5 separate regions of the Sus scrofa genome follow, and all the other regions are linked to region 1. Evidence: chromatin contacts called from public HiChIP or PLAC-seq data. All regions are on one chromosome and are shown on one strand. Each heading gives the region's core, a stretch centred on a gene start, on an enhancer-like site or on the middle of the called end of the contact. The rest is flanking DNA. Distances are from core to core; before and after follow the strand shown.

Region 1 (2,771 bases), core at 101-2,600:
GGGAGGGGACATCAATTCCCTTCTGTTCCAAACTGCAAATGGCTCCTTGCCCCTCCGCAGACACTTCCCTTTTTTCCAGGTTTCATCAGTCTCAGGTGTTTCCCCCCATGCTCTCTAGAAAAAAGAACACAAGCAGCCTTGTGGGGGCCAAGAGGGACACTTCGCGACAAGGGAGGCAGGCAATCCCTGCATGCTGGCAGGCGGCGGGAGGCACACCCCGGGCCCTGGAAACCGCACGGCGGCCTCCCCACCACAGCCATTCCCCACTCCCCCTGGGGGTTCTCAGATGTTGGCAGATGGCAGAACTGAATCTGCTGAGACGTCGCTCCAAAAAAGGAAAGTTGAACTGAAAAAAAAAAAAAAATTCAAACTCTCCTACTTAGGGGAAAGCAGAGGAGGAGGGAGGGTCGGTCGGGGCTGCCAGTGCCCTCTACTGTTTAAATAGATCTCCCCTGGGTTTGAAAGGGCAACCTAGGAGGGGTAGGAGGGGGTAAATGAGGACACACAGTTGTCAGGGCCACCAGTGGGGTTTCTGCTGGAGCTGGGAGAGCCTGCTGTGTGCCAGGGGACTGTCCACATGTGTGCTTGTCTCTGACCCTGCCTGCTTGTGCACTGCGAGCCGGACCACAGGCTTGCAGCATCAAGTCTGTGCATTTGTGTCCCAGAAAGTCCCCAAATGGGAGTTCACACTGAGTCCCTACTGTGAAAGGGTAGAGCACAAATAGGCAGAAACCCGGGCCCTCTGGAAACGGACATTACAGTGTGTGTGACTGCCTCCGTGTGCGAATTCCTGCCTGGAGTTTGTTTATCTGTGAGTGACCTTATGTCTTCTGAGTCTATGCCCCAGGCCACGCGCACGTCTGCGGAGCGTTGCGAGTTTCCCAGCGTGTTCACCTGGGTTAGACCTCCTCTCTGCAGAGGCCCAGTGTGTGCACGTCCACTCGTGAGAGCTCTGCACCCTACTGTGTGCCACAGCCTCCGAGTGAACTCTCCTCCGTCTGTGTGTCCCTGCGCATCTGTGTGCGTCCCTTAAAGGCCTGGTGTGTGGCCCTCCCCTCACGCCCCCTCCCCGTCCACAGGCCACTCCTGAGTTATAATTTAATAGCTGAAACGCGATTCCAGTTAAGTATCCGGGGCTGGAGAGGAGGGGGCGGGATGGGGAGGCGCTTTCTCCCTCCTTCCTCCTTCGGGGAGCTGCTAAAAAGAAACTCGGCGTGGCGCCCAAGTGTGTGTGTGTCTGTGTGGCAGCGTGTGCACGCGCGAGTGGGTGCGCGCAGGCCCAGGGGGAGGCGACGCGGGCCCTTTAAGGAGCCCGAGGGGGCCGGGCCGGGGCGCGTCGGTGCGGGCGGGGAGCCAGGAGCGGGGAGGCCGAGCCACCGCCTCCCGGGCTCCCGCCCCGCCCCCTCCTCCCCCTGCCACCGCCACCGCCGCCGCCGCCGCCGCCGCCGCCGCCGCCGCCGCCGCCGCCGCCGCGGAGCGGAGCCGCGGGCAGGCCGGCCGCACCGGAGCCCCGCGTCCGCCCGCGCCCCGCCAGAGTCCGTGCGCCCGCGCCCTGCGCCCCGCGATGCGCGCCAAGTTGCGGACCGGGGACCGGGGGCTGGCGCCCTAGGAGGCGGCGGCGGGAGGATCGCGTCCCGGCTGGAGGCTGGGCCTGCTGTGAGCCCCCAGCCCGTTCGGCACCGCCACTTGCCTGAGCGCCCGGGCGGCCCGAGCGCACCTCGAGGCCGGGTGCTGCTGCCGCCACCTCTGCGAGGTGAGTTGGGGCCCGGGGTCCCCGCGGAGGGCCGAGGTGAGGTGCAGGGCGCGCTTCCGGGGGAATCGGGGAAGATCTGGCGGCGCACGCGGCGGAGTTGGCGGGGCCCCTGCGCTCCCGAGTTGGCGCTCTCGGGGGGTGGCCTGCTGGGGAGCGAGGCGCCCCATCGACACTGCGGCCCGCGTGCGTGGGGGTGCCGGGGAACTTAGGGGAACTCCAGCTCCCTAGCGAGGGGGCGGGAAGGAGGGAAGTGGCGTGGGGGTGGGTAGGCGGGCGGGGGGCGCCCTGGAACTGCGCAGGGCAGCCCCCCAACGTGTGCTACAGCCCTGGGGGCAATGCCGCCATGCGCTTCCTTCCTACCCTAGCAGCTTCTCACTTGGAGGGTGACACTGCGCCTTATTTTCCAGAGGGCAGCGCAGGTTTGCGGAGCCCCCGGAGATGGCACCCTCAGCTCCCTGGCCTGGCTGCTGTGGAAGGCACACGGGGGTGGGGTTCCCGCCAGCCGAGGGGGGCTGGTTTCTGGCGGTGATCGCTCCTGGGCGAGGAACCTGAGGGCTCTGGATGGGGGTCCCCGGGGACAGGCGCCCCTTGCTTCCCCCTCCCCCGTGGGCCAGTGTTCCTGGTGTCTGGGCCTGCCTCCCGCGGCTGGTGACGCCTCATTGGGCCGCCTTCTGGTCCCTCCCCCGGGCTGTGCGGATACTTGGGATGCCACTAGTTTGGGAAGTTGGAATTCAGAGATGATCCCACTTGGGTTGGAACCGGAGGCCCCACGGCCTAATGCTGGGGGAGCAGCCCCAGAGACTTGCGAGGAGTTGGGGGGCCAGTTGGACTCGCCTTCCCCACCCTGGACGCTTGCAGGGAAAAGCTCGAGGGAGGGAGGGAGGGCCAGGCGGGGCGGGAGGGAGAGACACGCTGTACCTGCGAGCTGCTGTCGCCCGGGCCCAATTAGCGTGGGGCGCCCGGCGTTATTTTTACATTGTAGGTTTATTTTTTTGGAAGCGAGTGCCCTCCCGCCGCC
Region 2 (2,700 bases), core at 101-2,600, 140 kb after region 1:
CAGTAGCTGAAGAAGGGGGGACCCAGGCTGGGCAGGTATCTGCTGGGGCCCCCCTATGACAGCTTGCACCTTTTAAGGTTCTCGGAGACCTCTTGTTTTCAGCAGAATTAATAGCACTTGGGGCCTTTGACAGTTGTGTACCAGTGGCGTAGAACTCCACCAGTTACTGGCTTTGTGACTTGGAGCTTCTATTTCCCTTGCCTGAGCCTCAGTTTCCACATCTGTAAAATGGATGTAGTCACAGTGTCTCCTTATTCAGCGTCTCTAGGTGCTCAGTGCATAACAATCAGTAAACGTCGGCGGAGGGTATAGGTTGGAGGGGGGTGAAACAGGTGCCCTAAGAGATTCTCAAGTTTGATTCCTGGTCTCCTGGGGACTCTCCCTCTGCTTGGGGAAACCTTGAGGAAAGGATTCGGGGGGAAGGAAGTGTCACTTGGGCAGGGAGAGGAGGGGAAGGGAAGATTTTTTCTGTCTGGAAAAGAAAGGCGTTGGGGTGTTTCCAGCTTTGCAAACTGCCTGAGGCAGGTTCCTAGGCTGGGAAGCCTGCCTGGGACTCGGACTCGCGGCTTCCTCTGGGAAGAGAGAAGAGGCCGTTCCGGATTCTCCAGTGTCTGGTTGGGAAGCAGGGGAGGGGCCCCCTGGCTGCCTGCCCAGCCATCTGGAGGGCTGGGCAGGACGATCGCCAGGCGCTGGCCCAGGCTCCCTCCCGGGGTCCCAGGGCCCCTGCCTTGCCAGCAGCCTCTTCTCTCCCTGGGGGAGACCTCAGGGCCGGTGGTGCTTCTTGGGGACGGGCAGGCCGAGGCTCCGCCCAGCCTCCCCAGAGCCCCAGAGCAGCCTTGACCCACATCTCCACCCCCGCTGTCCGCCTGCTCCTGTGGCCCTGACATTTCAGCCAGGCCGAGCTCTTTCCCAGTAATTCTCCTGGCAGCTCAGGAAGCCAGCTGGTGGGGCGCCAGCTCCCCGCCACCCCTCCAGCTTCAGTCCCTTCTTGCCTCCTCCTGGGCTGGCTTGCCTTCTGCCTGCCTCCCTGCGGGCGCCCAGAGCCTCTGCTCCCACCTCTCCCGGGGAGGCCCGGCGGCCTCACCAGTCCTGCCCTGTGACCTCGCCAGTGGGGGCCCCTGAGTGGGCCGGGCAAGGCCCAGCTTCCCAGGCCCAGCCGGAGATAGAAACAAAAGCAGATTTTAAAAGGGGGGGAACCCCAGCAAAGGGCTGCATGTAATGTCCTCATTTTTCCTGGAACCCGCCTCCAGCAGGACAAACAAATGTATTTTCAAAGGCGCTAAAACCAGTGACTCACTCCAAGGAACGCCCTCTCTTACCCCTCGGTCCCGCCCGCAGCCCTTCCCACACCCCCCTGGGCTTAATTGCTCCGAGTGGGGCGGCGCCCGTCCAGCCGGGCCAGCGGAGATGGCAGGCGCCCGGGAGCTCGGCGGCTGCCCAGCCGGGAAGCTCCTCTCGTCCTGGTCTCAGGGCCGCCCTTCTCTCCCTACAGGTTCATGCAGCACCCCAAGAACTTCGGCCTGATCGCATCATTCCTGGAGAGGAAGGTAAGTGCCTGCCTGCTAGCCCTGCGCCATCCGTCCCTTTTGGCGTCCACTCCTGCCGCGGCCTCCTGGGCCGGGGAGAAGGACCCTCCCACCCCGCCCACGAGGCCTCTGCCTGCTTGCTCCTTGCTTTCCTTACTGTGTCTGCGAGCACTTCCCTCCTTCCTCCCTCCTGGGAGAAGCAGCCACAGGCCCCGCCCCGGCCCTGGGGGTGGAGCTAAGGCCGGGAAACCCCAGGAGAGCTGTGTGCACTGCAGGCTTCTCCAAAGACCGCTCCTTAGACAGGGCAGCCAGCATCCTGACAGATTGGGCTCAGGTTCCAGAAGCCATATGCCATGCCTGGCCTCCTAGTTAAGGCTGGATGGGCAAGAGTGGTTGTCCTCTGGGGTCCTGGACAAAGTGACCCTTCTAGTCCCTCTGATGGTCACTCTATGTTGATAACCCTGATGCCAACCCTGGCGTGTGGCTGGCAAGTCCTCATCCCCACTGAGTAGACCTTTACATAGAACTGACACTCGAGGAGTTCTCTGGTGGTGCAGTGGGTTAAGGATCTGGTGTTGTCACTGTAATGGCACAGGTTTGATTGTTGGCCTGGGAACTTCCACAGGCCGGGGTTAGGCCAACCACCCCCCCCACACACACAGACATTTGCACCCCACCTTGGCCCCAAACCCAGCCTGGGGCAGCGCCTCTCTCTGCTCTGGCTCCCGTTAGCAGGTGGATACAAAGCATCCCAGAGAATGGGAAAGCCCCCTTTTATGCACCCACGAGGCTGGCCTAGGCAGTGGCTGGATCAGCCACAGGTAGGAAGGAGCTGGTCTGGGGGCTGGATGTGGCCCTAGGTCACAGTTGGCCATTGGACTCCACATCATCAGGGCGGAGCCAGACAAGCTTCCTGAAAAGATTTACTTTCTGGAGTTGCCATGCTGGGTGTTCTAAGCAACGTTTCCCTAAATCTTGTTTCTCAGAGGTGGGGTGCCCGCCCACCCCCAGCTTTGCAAATACCCAGCTGCTGGAGGCCTCACACTTCCTTGCTGTGGGAGGGCGGTCGGAGCAGGATCCGGGCGGTTATTTTAAAGGGTAACAGTTGTTCCCAGCATCTGCCCTTAATGAGCTGATAACCATAGAAGGAGGGAGATGGGGCAGTGTGGGGAAA
Region 3 (2,769 bases), core at 92-2,591, 190 kb before region 1:
CTTTCTCTATGGCTGCACCTGCGGCATATGGAAGTTTCCAGCTTAGGGGTCAAATTAGAGCTGCAGCCGCCAGCCTACACCACAGCCACAGCAACATCTGAGCCACATCTGTGACCTATGGTGAAGCTGGCAGCAACGCCAGATTCTTAACCCACTAAGTGAGGCCGGGGATTAAACCTGCATCCTCTTGGACGCTATGTCAGGTTCTTAACCCACTGAGCCGTGACAGAAACTCCTGTTTTCAACCCTTGATATGAGCTCCTCTCATTGTCCTCATAACCCAGGTAAATGCCTTATCATCGCTGTCCTCATTTTACCCATGAGGAAACAGGCTCCGAGGTAGAGTAAAAGTCCAAGGACTTAATGACTGGCAGGTGTCAGAGTCCGGATTTGAGTCTCAATGGCCAGGTCCAAGGCATGTGTTCTCAGCTACTGTCTGAACATCTCTTGTGGTTCAGTTAACCAAGACCTGTCACTGTTTTTTTTTTTGTTTTTTTGTTTTTTTTGGCCATGTCCTCAGCATGTGGAAGTTCCCGGGCCAGGGATCAAACCTGCACCACAGCAGTGACCCAAGTCACAGCAGTGACAACACCAGACCCTTAACCCCCTGCATCACCAGGGAATTCTGGGAAATGGTTTCTGTCACTAGCCGCCAGAGACCTCATCTCTAGTATCCCTTCTGGAATCAAGCTAGGAAAACCAGCTTCGAGGAACATCATTTCCAACCACAGGTACAAATGGGTGCTGCTTCTGGAGAACCTGAGATTGAAAGACTCATTCCAACCCCCAGCGCAAGCCCAACTCCATCCACAAAGAGGCTCTGCATGCCAGGCACGTGCCCAGCGTCTCCCAGATAAGCCCCCAGCAGGGGACCCTCCAGGCTCATTCCAGAGAGGTTGCGAATGGGAGGGGAAGAAGAGCAGTCCGAATAACCATTTCTAAAAATAGTGCTTGGCTCCCTCCCACCCACAACAAAACCCCAAAGAGAGGGCAAGAGAGATCCAGGAAGCCTCCCTGGATGTTTGCCAGAGGGATGGCTAAGGTCTGCTGCTTCAGTGAGGGTGGGGGCCCTTTCTCTGACTTTCCCCTCTGAGGGCTCAAGTGCCAGCTCCTGAGGGTTCCAGGCGTGTCTGTCCTGAGGGCGAAGGCCAAATGGCAGTGTCTTGGAATCTGGACTCAGAAGTGTTTCCAGATCTCCTGGGTCCATTCGTCATGAAGCCTGAGCTGCTGCAAACTTCTGGGTTGAAGAGGAAAGTGGGGGTGGGGGGAGCTTCGAGATGGAGATGTTTGTTTTTCACTTCAAGTGACAGATGTTTGAGCAATATTAGCCACGATGCACTTTTCTGCAAACTAGATCTCATGCACCTCCCCGACTTCCATTACGAAATGCAACTTCCACTCCCCCAGGGAAAACATCTCAGCAGATGGGTTGAAACAGTGTGGTCTGGAAGGCGTTCGCGTGGTGGCTGGGACCATGGCAGGCTCTCAGAACTGTGGAACATTCTTCTGGTCTCTGGGCTCTTCCGTCTGGGTCCGTGGCCCGCCCCATCTGCTCTTCCCCGGGCTGCTGGAATTTCTTCCATTTTAGGGGACGGGAACTTCCAGAAGAGACACGGATCTCTGGCCCTGCTCAGGGTATGCTCAGCCTTGTGGGCTCTGGCTGAGGCAGCAGCATCTGTTTGGGGGAAGGACGTGGTTTCTCCCATGATATCAGGCTCAGAGATTAGGTAGACGGCAGGGTTTGGAACCTAGAGCCATTTGCGGAAGAGGCCTGGCCATGCTGTATCCTTCAGGCAAGTCACTTGTGCCTCTCTGTGCATGTACCCCTCTCTGTCCGACAGGAGTTTTTTTTTTTTTAAACCATGAATTCATTTATTTACGTATTTATGTATGTATGTATGTACTTATTTATTTTTTTACGGCTGCACCTGTGGCACATGGAAGTTCCCAATCTATGGGTTGAATCAGAACTGTGACTGCCACAGCAACTCTGGATCTGAGCCACACCTGTGACCTATGCCACAGCTTGTGGCAATGCCAAATCCTTAACCCACTGAGTGAGGCCAGGGTCCAACCCATATCCTCATATATGATATGTCAGGTTCTTAACCTGCTGAGCCCCAGCGGGAACACCTCCAGCAGGAGTTCTAATTCCTGCCCCATTGATTTCACAGTTTCTCATGAGGATTGTAAAGGACATTTTATGCACCTCAAGATGAAAAATAGTTTGAAAAGACTTTCAAATGGGTCACAAAGTACTCCTGGAAGGAACCCAAACATTCAGGACGTGGTTTATTGAAGTATTTCCAAGGTCTGGTAGAGCTGAGCTGTAAAACCGGACACTACCAGAAGGTGTCGCTGTCAAATACAGCATGGGCATTCTCCCCTGCGAATCACTGGCAGATATCCTAGTGCCTAAAACCGGCTTTAAGTGGTTATGTGTATATCAGGGGAGGTGAGTTCAAATGCCCTTGGAGCTAAGCAGCATGTAAATTTGCTCAGAAGGCCAGGTATTTCTCCTTTGAGTGGTAGGGTAGCTAGTGGGGGAAGGTTTTATCTGCCCAAAGCTTAGCTAGAGACCTAGTGGGTGTGGCTGGGGACAGTGATGCTTTCACTCTCCAAAGCGGCATCTTTTCTACACTTTTAAAGGCACACAGTTGACACTCGTTATTGCAAAGACTGCAATGAAATTATGTTAAAGTGTGAAAGTGAGGCTGTTACATCTGTAGTTCAAGAGAGTGGCATTTTGTGTGTTGGGCTCTGGGCTAA
Region 4 (2,700 bases), core at 38-2,537, 160 kb before region 1:
TGGCAATGCCAGATCCTTAACCCCCTGCACTGCGGCAGGAACTCCTCATTTTAATTTTTTTAATCTCAGTTTTGCTGAGAATTCACATACGATGTAATTCACCTTCTTAAATCATGCAATTCAATGGATCTTAGTCTATTCACAGAGCTGTGTCCTTATCACCCTGATCAATTTTAGAACATTTGCATCGTCCCTGAAGGGCAATCCCCTACCCATCAGCGGTCACCCCATTACTTCCTCCCCTGCCTCTGGCAACCACCAATCTACTTATTGTCTCCATGGATTTGCCCTTTCTGGGCATTTCACATCCATGGCATCACACAACGTGGGACCTTTCATGTCTGGGTTCTCTTGTTCACCATTAGATTTTCAAGGTTCATCCACACTGTAGCCTGTTGCATCATGTCATTCCTCTTTATGGCTGAATCCTATTCCATCATTGAAAGGACCACATACTGTTTATTCATCCATCAATGGACATTTGGGTTGTTTCCCATTTGGTTTTTTTGGCCTTACCCGAAGCATGTGGAAGTTCCCTGGCCAGGCATTGAATCCAGACGGCAGCTGTGACCTGTGCCATGGCTGCAGCAACACTGGATCCTTAACCCACTGCACCACAGCAGGAGCTTCCTGTTTCTTTCTTTCTTTTTTCGTAACTAAAGTATATACACATGTTTGCATGTGTGGATGTTTGCGTTGTGTGGATGTTTGCGTGAACAAATGTTTCCATTTCTCCTGGGACTGTTGATGTTGAGAACACGGGTCACTCTGTTGCAGGGAGCTTCCTGGGCACGCAAGATGGTGAGCAGCGTCCCTGGAGCCTACCCACTAGATGCCAGTCACGTACCACACCCAACCAGTCATGACAAGCTGAAATGTCTCCAGACATCCGCCGGAGGCAAATTCACGCTTAGGAAATCACTGGGGTTGAATGAAAACACCTAGCCCAGAAGACTACGCATAACATGACACCCTTGTTATGATGCTCGCAAACAACTCGAACTCCATACTATAATCTTCAGTGCCCCGCTTCTTAAGGTATGGTCCCCAGTAACAGTGGCGGCACTGTCCCCACGAAAGGTGTTAGAAATGCCAATTCTTGGACCTTGCTCCGGACCTGCAGAATCAGACACTCTGGGGCTGGGGCCTGGAATCTATCTTCACAGCTGTCCTGGTGATTCTGAGCCCACTGAAGCCTGAGAAGCACAAGTGTGGACACACACATAAACAGATGCCCCCAGTAATCTTCATGCAAAGAAGCAAGGGAATGGGAATTCAGGACCTGGTGTTGTCACTGCTGGGGCATGGAGTCAATCCCTAGCCCAGGAACGTTTGTATACTGGGGGGTGGGGGGAGGGGTGGGCAGCCAAAACCGAAACAAAACAAAACAAAAAAAAGAAGAAGCAAGGAAATGACAAACGTAAATTCTGGGTGCTGTGCCTGGCCTGAAGTGAGGACAAAATAGTTGCTCATGAGATCAAGGAAAGGTGCTTACATGGCTGGGGAGAGGGGACCCATGGGGAACTGCATGAGGCACAGTCTTGTCCCTGCCCTGGGAACAGTGTCACATGAGTGTCCATTGTATTACAGAACAATAAGTTCAAAGGTACAGAAAGTGGTGAAGAGCTAGACAAAACTATAAAATAAAAAACATGCCAGGTGGGAGTTCCTGCTGTGGCGCAGTGGATCAATAGTTATGGCTCGGATTAGATCCCTAGACGGTGAAAAAGAAAACAAAAACAAAAAAACCCGGCCAGGTACCCACCAACAAAGGGAGTGAGTCAGGAGACGATGGTTAACCCAATTTTGTGCATCTGCGGTCATTCAGAACCAAGGCTGGCTATTATTGCCATGTTCAAGTTGATTCATCCAAAAGGGAAGGGGGGATCTTGACACGCCCACCAAGAGCTGACCTTTGCTGTCTATTAGTCACTTTCCTTTTTCAGACACCTCTTCTTGGCCTTAGAAATTAGGAGTAGTTGCTGTGTTCCCTGGGCGGCTCAGTGGGTTAAGATCTGGCATTGTCACTGTTGGCGCCAGGATTCGATCCCTGGCCTGGGAACTTCTGCATGCCACAGTCAAGGACAAATAAAAAAAATTAGGAGCAGTTGCTTTGATGATTTTTTTGTTTGTTTTTTTTGGTCTTTTTGTCTTTTCTATGGCCGCACCATGGCATATGGAGGTTCCCAGGCTAGGGGTCCAATCAGAGCTGTAGCCGCTGGCCTACGCCACAGCCACAGCAACACCGGATCCTTAACCCACTGAGCGAGGCCATGGATTGAACCTGCAACCTCATGGTTCCTAGTTGGATTCGTTTCCACTGTGCCACAACGGGAACTCCTGCTTTGATCTTTTGAGCAACATCTCTATGTGCCAGATCTATGTTAGCTAAGCACCCCCAGTCATACTGGTGCATGGTGTCCCATTTTACAGTTGGAGAAACTGAGTCTCAAAGCTTAAGTGATTTGCTTGAGGTATTCAGAGACATGGGAATAGAGCCAGACCTCAGTGAAGGTCTGTCTATGGCTGGACCTCCAGGGGCAGGAGCAGAGTCACTCTGAACATCAAGGCCAAGGCCCTGCTGGGATTTCCTCCAACGAAAGCTGAATTCAAGATGTCTTTGTTTCTACATCAACAGCCCTAACCCTGTCCATTAAAGGCCTGGCTGACTTGAGCTGTTGTTTTTCTTGACGTTCCCAA
Region 5 (2,845 bases), core at 33-2,532, 170 kb after region 1:
CTTTGGGTCATCATTGTAAGATCTGAGCAGAGGAGTGACATGATGGGATGGGTATCCTTAAAAGCTCACCTGGCCTCCCTTGAGGAGAACGGATCGTGGGCAGCACGTCCCAGGTCCCCCACACGGTTGGAATGTGTGGCCCTCCCCTGGTGGTATGCCCGGAACCCAGGATGAGGGCTGGGGGTAGGATGTGCGACGGGGAGGGGGCGAGCGGGAACAGGAGTGCTTCAGAGACCTGTGGCCTATTGTTCCTTGGGTTTTGTGAGCAGGATGGAAAGGCTGAGGGCCAAAGGGACAAGCAGGTCAATGACCCCAGAGTTGGAGAAATCGGTCGTGACCTGGATCTCGATCCAAAGTTCAACCCAGTTAACTTTCAACCTCCTGGGAGCTGCCTGGGGCGTCCATAGCAGGTGTTTGTATGGGACGCAGGCTGACCTGGCTGTCACGGGTGTCTCAGTGAGGAAGGAAAGAGGACGCCCTAGAGAGCCAGCCCTCTAGCAACTCCAAACCCTCCTCCCACCCTCAGTGATTGGAGGTCTCATTTGCACTTAGAAGAGGCTCCTCAAATAGAGTCCCCCATCTCGAGGGCCTGGTCACCTTGGCAGCATCAGGCCGGGTTGGGGGCAGACCACAGGTGGAACCAGCACTGGGGAATGACAGCGGAAGAAGCTGTTTGCTCCTGTCTGCTGGGGTGGAGAAGCTCTGTTTTTCTGAACCCTCATCTGTTCTTACCGCTGCTGACGCCGCCACCGCCACGGATGGGGAGAGAGGGAGGGGGGGAGAGCCTGTGCCAATTTGGCCCGCCCCTTCTGAACCTGGGCTTCTGCCACACTCCCCCGCCCCGCCTGCTCCTGCGAGCCTCCGTCTGGAGGTCACATTCAGCCCTGACGCGCCTCGCTGGGTCAGGCAGCAGGAAGATCAGCCGATCCCAGGCTCTCTGTGAGGCTGCCCAGGCACTGCTACCTGACAGGCTGGGGTCTTTGGACTCTGTCCTCAGAGTAGGGAGGTGTCAGGGGTCTGGGGACTGAGCACCGGTATTGGGCACATTGGTGCCCTAAGGAGGCGAGGACGCTGTGCTTCCTGGTGACGCCTGGCACAGGGCACCGAGCACACAGCCGACAGCTTCTCGCCACCCGCCCCCATCGGCGAAGGGCACCTCGCACGCCTGCAGCTGCGGGGGGCACGGCTCAGGGGTGGCAGCGCCGGAGGAGCCCTGGGCCACCACGGCGCGCAGCACGGAGCTGCTTCCCCGCCCTTCCCGGAGCCAGCCTCCGCCTGCCGCCCTCCCACCGCCCGGCCCCTCCCTCTTCCCCCCTCCCTCGCGCGTTGGACGAGAAGGATGTGAGGCAGAGCTGAGCCGCCAGCAGACGCCAGCCAGAAGCCTTGCGGAGCCGGCACCACGGCCGCCCAGCCTCCCGCCTCCCAGCCCGCTGCTCCCAGCTCCGATCCCTGGAGCATCCTCCAAGCCGTATGTTTCCGGAAAACTTGGCCGAGGGGGAGACGCAGATGAGAGGATGTGAGTGAGTGGCTCCGGGGAGGGGATGAGGGGGGTGCTTTGTGCCACGGTGACAGGGACCCCCCCCAGGGCCGGCGACTTGGGAGTTCTAACCCGTGAGATCTCACCGTCTTTCTCTTGGCGCCCCTTCCCCTGCCTCTGGCTGTGGGGCTGGGTCTTTTCAGGAAGGAGGGAAGTGCTTGGGTCTGTGTTTGGGGCAGGCAGGTCTTGGGGGTCTTGGCTGGCACATGCTTAGAGGTGCTCTCTCCAGGTAGACAGGGTGGGGGGGGCTTTCAGCTGCGTCTAGTCCCGGTGGTCTCCAAGGCTTGGTGGGACCTATAGAGCACCACCCTGAGCCCGGCATCCTCAGTCTGGGGTTCCCAGAACCAGAACCAGAAGGAAAACTCTCCACCCCCATCGCAGGGACCCTGGCCAGTAATATTAGGACACTCACCCTAGTCCTTCACACAGCAGTTAAAGAAACTGAGGCCCCAGAGCAGAGGGGGTGGTGGAGACCCCACAGCAGTTCTGGCCAAGGCTTCTGGACCACTCAGTCCAGTGTTCCTTCACCAGTAGTTTCGGGGGAGAGCTGGGTGACCCCCCCTGCCAAGCTCCTGCTCCAGGAGTGAGGTTAATTAGGACCCTAAACCCCCCCCCCCCGCCCGAAGCCAACTCTAAGCCGCTTCTTTATTTATGTGTTGAGTTGTAAATGTCAACCTGTGGGGGGGGTCCTGCCACCCCCTGGGCCCTCGTTCCCCTCACCCCACACCCCCCAGCAGGCCCAGATGGGAGACCCGCCCTCTCCCTACCGGGGTTCCGGCCGACGTGTTTGCCTGGGTTCTCTTGGCCCCGGCTGGGGAAATATAAATAAACGCGTCCCCGTCGTCCTCCGCCAGGTTCTGTGGAAGTGGCAGCTGCTGCTGGCGCGGGCAGAAGGAAAGGTCAGGGGGCTGGGTTACACTTGATCCCACGCCCCGGCCCTCCCCTCTGTGCCTGTCCTTGAGGAACCCTGAGGAGCTGCCGAGGAGCCACGTGGCCCCATGGCCTTCACGGGGGAGCAGGTGGCCTGTCAGTCCAGCACCACCCCCACCCCGCTGGGTCCAGAGGCGGGAGAGCAGAAAACTTGGGTTCTGATGTCCACTTGGGCCCCTGGCCCATCCTACAAGCTTGAGAGTTGCTGTGATCCCTTGAGCCTTGGTTTCCCCCGTCCTAGGGATGGGAAAACAGCCATGGCCTGGACAGCAAGGATGAGAGGGAACCTGATCTTTAAAAGGCTTTGCAAACTCCAGGTTGCTTAGCCATGTGACGTGGTGGTTTGTTGATGTTGTTTTTGCTGCTGTTTTATGACTA

What was found. HiChIP or PLAC-seq counts read pairs in DNA pulled down with a chosen protein or histone mark.
Region 2: a contact with region 1 is called in an H3K27ac HiChIP or PLAC-seq map of alveolar macrophages. The contact joins two enhancer-like sites. A contact is called at or near these places in 2 of 47 Hi-C or Micro-C datasets (embryonic fibroblasts and heart right ventricle) and 2 of 2 datasets of contacts at active chromatin or transcription factors (alveolar macrophages and skeletal muscle).
Region 3: an H3K27ac HiChIP or PLAC-seq map of alveolar macrophages shows a contact between it and region 1. The contact joins two enhancer-like sites. A contact is called at or near these places in 2 of 5 promoter capture datasets (fetal skeletal muscle and liver), 20 of 47 Hi-C or Micro-C datasets (alveolar macrophages, embryonic fibroblasts, epiblast stem cells and 9 more) and 2 of 2 datasets of contacts at active chromatin or transcription factors (alveolar macrophages and skeletal muscle).
Region 4: a contact with region 1 is called in an H3K27ac HiChIP or PLAC-seq map of alveolar macrophages. The contact joins two enhancer-like sites. A contact is called at or near these places in 1 of 5 promoter capture datasets (liver), 6 of 47 Hi-C or Micro-C datasets (alveolar macrophages, epiblast stem cells, liver and 2 more) and 2 of 2 datasets of contacts at active chromatin or transcription factors (alveolar macrophages and skeletal muscle).
Region 5: a contact with region 1 is called in an H3K27ac HiChIP or PLAC-seq map of alveolar macrophages. The contact joins two enhancer-like sites. A contact is called at or near these places in 1 of 47 Hi-C or Micro-C datasets (epiblast stem cells) and 2 of 2 datasets of contacts at active chromatin or transcription factors (alveolar macrophages and skeletal muscle).

Annotation. Positions count from the first base shown.
Region 1 is chr14:28,589,746-28,592,516 of Sscrofa11.1, forward strand. No RefSeq gene overlaps it. Among named protein-coding and RNA genes, the nearest start is that of NCOR2, 52 kb to the right of the region's middle. Within about 2 kb of position 1,351, at least 63 of the 83 cell types and tissues checked have an H3K27ac peak or open chromatin away from gene starts, as enhancers often do. A contact at or near this core is called in alveolar macrophages, epiblast stem cells, fetal skeletal muscle and 4 more, where this site is marked.
Region 2 is chr14:28,724,756-28,727,455 of Sscrofa11.1, forward strand. NCOR2 (nuclear receptor corepressor 2) reads left to right here. Exons shown (of 49, transcript NM_001044576.1): 14 at 1,493-1,547. Among named protein-coding and RNA genes, the nearest start is that of NCOR2, 83 kb to the left of the region's middle. Within about 2 kb of position 1,351, at least 57 of the 83 cell types and tissues checked have an H3K27ac peak or open chromatin away from gene starts, as enhancers often do. A contact at or near this core is called in alveolar macrophages and skeletal muscle, where this site is marked.
Region 3 is chr14:28,402,095-28,404,863 of Sscrofa11.1, forward strand. No RefSeq gene overlaps it. Among named protein-coding and RNA genes, the nearest start is that of SCARB1, 100 kb to the left of the region's middle. Within about 2 kb of position 1,342, at least 26 of the 83 cell types and tissues checked have an H3K27ac peak or open chromatin away from gene starts, as enhancers often do. A contact at or near this core is called in alveolar macrophages, fetal skeletal muscle, liver and 3 more, where this site is marked.
Region 4 is chr14:28,426,739-28,429,438 of Sscrofa11.1, forward strand. No RefSeq gene overlaps it. Among named protein-coding and RNA genes, the nearest start is that of SCARB1, 130 kb to the left of the region's middle. Within about 2 kb of position 1,288, at least 5 of the 83 cell types and tissues checked have an H3K27ac peak or open chromatin away from gene starts, as enhancers often do. A contact at or near this core is called in alveolar macrophages, where this site is marked.
Region 5 is chr14:28,758,574-28,761,418 of Sscrofa11.1, forward strand. The region is part of intron 18 of NCOR2 (nuclear receptor corepressor 2); the gene reads left to right. Among named protein-coding and RNA genes, the nearest start is that of RFLNA, 81 kb to the right of the region's middle. Within about 2 kb of position 1,283, at least 63 of the 83 cell types and tissues checked have an H3K27ac peak or open chromatin away from gene starts, as enhancers often do. A contact at or near this core is called in alveolar macrophages, epiblast stem cells and skeletal muscle, where this site is marked.